Regions from separate parts of the Hordeum vulgare genome. Here region 2 is linked to region 1. Evidence: chromatin contacts called from public Hi-C data. All regions are on one chromosome and are shown on one strand. The core of a region is the stretch at or near the end of the contact, and the rest is flanking DNA. Distances in the headings are between cores, read along the strand shown.

The links. A called contact is a pair of places that touch in the nucleus more often than the background predicts.
Region 2: a contact with region 1 is called in a Hi-C map of leaf, with 5 times the contacts expected there. The contact joins two enhancer-like sites. A contact is called at or near these places in 3 of 6 Hi-C or Micro-C datasets (leaf and seedling).

The regions. Positions count from the first base shown.
Region 1 is chr7H:17,748,997-17,751,508 of MorexV3_pseudomolecules_assembly, forward strand. No RefSeq gene overlaps it. Among protein-coding and RNA genes, the nearest start is that of LOC123413577, 22 kb to the right of the region's middle. Within about 2 kb of position 1,260, at least 3 of the 3 cell types and tissues checked have open chromatin away from gene starts, as enhancers often do. A contact at or near this core is called in leaf and seedling, where this site is marked.
Region 2 is chr7H:17,968,452-17,970,963 of MorexV3_pseudomolecules_assembly, forward strand. No RefSeq gene overlaps it. Among protein-coding and RNA genes, the nearest start is that of LOC123409295, 33 kb to the right of the region's middle. Within about 2 kb of position 1,255, at least 3 of the 3 cell types and tissues checked have open chromatin away from gene starts, as enhancers often do. A contact at or near this core is called in leaf and seedling, where this site is marked.

The DNA.
Region 1 (2,512 bases), core at 10-2,509:
TTGTGCAATATACTGGTTTGAGTGCTCTATACATTTGTTGTTAAGAATTAACATTCGTGGTCGTCTGAACAACACGAATCAGTACTTCAAAATACTTTTAAAAATGGCTTTTTAGAGCATCATTTTTCCTCAGAGCAGTACAAATGTAATTGCTTCACTAAAGAAATGCACTTCCATAGAACCACTTAACCATGTTTGTTGCCAAAAAAAAGAACATATTGAACCATTAAGAGTGATGTTTTGGCTCGTATGTGTAGATACACCTATTATGAAATATATATAAAAAATACATTTTAAAATGTTAAAAAAAATTCAAAGAATAGTTTCATGTATACATTCGGACATTTTATGTTTGCACATAAGCTTTGGCAAAGAAAGAACATTTTATGCTGTGTGTATAAAAAATATTAAATTTCTCATGAATAGTTATAATTAAACATAAAAAATGTGTTTTTTATAGAAGCCACAAAAACTGTTTTTTCACCGAAACTTAAATATAATGTCGGGATGTGCACGCGGGATTTTTTTTCAACTTTTTAAAATGTGTATTTGGACAATAGATGCATCTACACCAATGAGCCAAAGTGAATTTCTCGAACTAATTTCTTTTTGCTACTTTTACTGTTCACATGGGTTCATGTGAGCGTGGGGGCCAAAATCCAAGTTTCTTTGGTCAGGGTGTGTATACGTGGGATGAATATCCAGTGCTACAATTGTCACATGCTACAACTATTCCATATATTAAAATTCGAATTGAAATTTCTCAAAAAAAATATGATTTTATTGTCGATGTTAATAAGACATGAACCTATAACCCCTACAAAAGTGAGATTGAAATTAAAAAACAATATGTGCATCAACAAAAGCAATTCAGATTTTATAAATAATATGTTTAAATTTTAAAATGTGGTATCATGTGAACATGTGATGGATGGTACACTAGAAATTCTCCCTGTACACGTGTATATCCTGTCAAGTATAATCTGATTTAATTGAACCGTGCTTTAGAATTTTTCCTGATCCCAGTCAACGTTACATTTTTATTTATATATTTTTTATCAAAGCATGGGTGGAGGTCAACGACTCAATGGAAATCTCACCAACTATAGGAGGAAAACTGCAGATACTAGTAAACTACATCATCCACTCCCTTTCAACCTACGTACCCAAGCTACAAAAAAAGGTAGGGGTGAGCATGGGTGTATGTGTAGAACGCTTCAACACGAACTGCAGACATCACGATGAGAATGAAAAACTGGACACAGTTCGCCAGGAAGTTGACAACGAGAGGGAGTCCGTCGTATGGCACCAGCTGTGGATGCGTGTATATTAATTTGTCGATTCCGTTACATTCTTTTTGCGTGAATAGAGAATGAAATTTCTCTTGGTGGAGAAAATACACATGGGTTGGGAAAAAACCCAAAAATTCAACAGTTTTCTCCTTTCATCTGTGTTCAAATAAATCGAAAATGGAAGTGCATGTGTAAATAAATCGAAAACGGAAGAGCGTGTATATATTCACATGCAGTTCTTTAGAGAATGTCTAATGCATCATGCATGTTTTTTTAAAGGATGATTAGCGCCATCAAAACGATGCATGCAGTCATATTATTAAAGAAATAGCTAAAAGGTCTGCAGTTTAGTTCAAGCTCACTCGAAGCTTAAAATGAATACAAAAGAAGATAAACTTTGCCACCACCGGCGAAAATGAACAAATGAAAGCATCATGCATGTTGTGTGATAAGATTAATTAGATATGGCAAAGTTAGACATCAACCCAAAGACCCAGTCAGGCATGCTTGAGTGCACCGCACACAGGTCGTGGTAGAATTTTTTTTCTACCTATGGGTTATGTTAGTTTGGTCATGGTGTTTTACATGCGAGTTCACATTCAAATATCTTACCCTTTAAATTTCCATTCAACCCTATCCATTTGAATGTGTGATGGATAAAATCAGAAAAAACGACCAGCATAATTTGACATTTAGTAAGTTCGTATGTATGTATTGCTGCTGTCTCTATCTTACCAAACACAGTGACAAATAACCAACTCCAAAACTGATCCTCTTATTTATCAATTTGTTTATTTATTGACCAGACAAAACTGGTCCTTTACCAATGCAAGTACCAAGTACCAACATCATTTCACCCTGAAATCCCATCGTCGGCAAAAGAAAAAAAAAAGGAATAACAGTTTCAATTCCGGAGTATAAATATATAGCAACAAGTTGGTGATCCAGCAACTTGCATTTCTAGTGGTACCACTTGTATTATGTTGGAACGACCCACAACTTGCATCCTCGTTCCAAGAAAGCATCAACATGTTTCTGTCCATACACTTTCCAAGAAAACACGAATCCACATGTTAAGAAGAACTTACTAAAACGTAGCACTCCCGAATTATGTCGTCAAGTTGCTGCAGACAAGTTGCAGCTTCTTCGCTACATTTGTTAGTCCTCCCGAATTACTCAACCATTGTTGGAAAGTTACAGTACAGTAATGCCGCAGATCA
Region 2 (2,512 bases), core at 5-2,504, 220 kb after region 1:
TCTTCAAATCTTTTCAAATTTTCTTCCAAATAATTAATTTCTTTTTAACTAGATTTAGCCTCTTGACAAAAGGGTCGGTTGGAATTTCCCGTTCACATACCTCCTAGATAAAGACATCTATGTCGAGTTGGTCGGCATAATTGTCATAAATAAATGAAACAAATAGTTATAAAAGATAATATACCTTATCTAAATCATAGACTGGACGAGAGACGACGGGGACGGATACCAAAACCATGACACTATGTATGTAATAACAAACAAAAATAAAAGTAAGAAAATTATACAAGTAGCTATATAAATCATACAATTCAGAATATTTTCTCTAAAAAAGATAATAAAGAACAAGAAGCTCACTACGATGGTGGAGGCGACGAGATCAGCACGGGCAATAATGAACGGGGGAGAGGACGACGTGCACGGGGACCGAACGGCACCCTAGAACATGTACATACTAAAAAGTTAATTTAAGGTGGCTCACGCATTTTATCAACACCTCATGTGCATAGGAGGTGAGAACTGGAGTAGCACACACCTTCACACGCTGGCCGGACAAAAATAAGAGGAGTGAGCAGGCAGGGATGAGCATATATATGGGCATTGATTTTGAAAAAAAATTATCAATTTTGAAAAAAGTTTATCAATTTTAAAAAAAACACAATTTTGAAAAACATTGAACGAATTTTGAAAAACGTTCACCAATTTTGAATAAAGTTCATCGATTTTCAAAACAAAGTTCATCATATTTGAAAAGATTTCATCAAATTTGAAACAAATCACCGGTTTTGAAAAACAGTTAATCAAATTAGAAAAGAGTTCATCAAATTTTTAAAAAAGTATACCGGTTTTGAAAAATAGTTCATCAAATTTGAAAAAAGTTCATTGGTTTTGAAAATCAGTTCATCAAATTTGAAAAAACCTCACTGATTTTGCAAAACAATTATCGAATTTGAAAGAAGTTCACATTTAAGAAAACAAGAAATTCGATGAACACTTTTCAAATAGTTGATCCACGTCAAAGAAAAAAAATCGTTGAACCAGGTCAACGAAATAAAAGAATAGGAAAAAAAGAAAAAAAGAAAATGAAATAATAACATAGAGAAAGGTTTTTAACATACGCTGGAGGTTCAAGGTTCGAACCGCGATCAACGCATTACATTTTTGCGAATAAACACATGAAGAAAACCCTACATGGGCCGGCCCATCACGAGACGCTAGAGGCGCCCGTTTGGAAAATTGCACAGTAACGGATGCCTGTGGCGCCAAATAGGATTCTCCTATAGGACATCCCCCACATCAGAGCGCGTGGTCAACGCTGAACACGTCATGTTGCGCAAGAAGGCACATGTTCTCAGCCCGCGGGTCGGCCCAGCAATCGCTGGATTTATCTATGTTGTGGTCTGTCGGTTCCTTGTCTTAGAAACACTTGACAGACTTTCTTAATCATAAAATTTTAAAACTTGATGAAATCATAAAATGATCATGATTTTTTTTGAATGTTCTCATATTTGAGAAATTCTCAAGATATTCTTAATCATGATTTCAAACGAATTGGAGAAATTTGATTTATTTGTAGATTTTGAAAAACTTTTTTTGGAGACATGAAAAAAGTAAACACCACTTAAGGAATTCATAAATTCTTAAAAAAACAAATCGCAAACTTGAAAAGGTTCTATAGTTCAAAAAAAGCATGAATTTGACAAAACACAAGTTCAGTAAAAGCTCAGCAATTTAATGTTTCGCAATGTAAGAAAAGTTCACAATTTATTAAATATAAAATCTAAAATACACAATTTAAATGTAAAATAGATATTATTAAATAAACAAAATAAAATAAATTGAACAACGCAATAAACAGGAAAAATTAACAATACATGAAACGAACGAGATGAACTCGACGTGACAACTAGAGGTAGCGAGATTCGCAAACCATTGAGTGAAACAAGTTAATAGACATGTCCAGTTAGAAACTGACAAAGTGAGGGAGTTTGTGCGTGTTTAAGCACCAAATACTTTCTTCGTCTCAAAAAAATTGTCTTAGACTTATCTAGAAATAAATGTATCAAAATACGATACTTGACTAAATACATTAATATCTAGATAAATCTAAAACAAAAATATTATGACAAAGGGAATATCATATTCTTGACCGTCGATCCTCACTGTCGGGTTAGGGGATGCCCAGGGTTTGTCGATAAATTATGCTTTATACGGATGCCAAATTATTGCTCAGTGGGCTGGCCTGAAGGTTCCCCTATGGATTAGTTACTGAGCCAGCCCGTTCCGCCCGATTTTTTTTTTCCGTTGCTTGCTCGCTTGAAGTTCCTTCTTTTTTTCTGTCTACTGATTGCAGTGGTTCGATTTTCAACCTTTTTTGTTTCTTTTTATTCTTCATTTTTCTATATATCTTTTCACTTTTTTTTCTTTCTTTTCTGTGTGTTTTCTATAATTTTATTTTTTCATCTTTCTTACGGGTTTTTATGTTTTCAATGAAATTATGTTTCTTTACTGG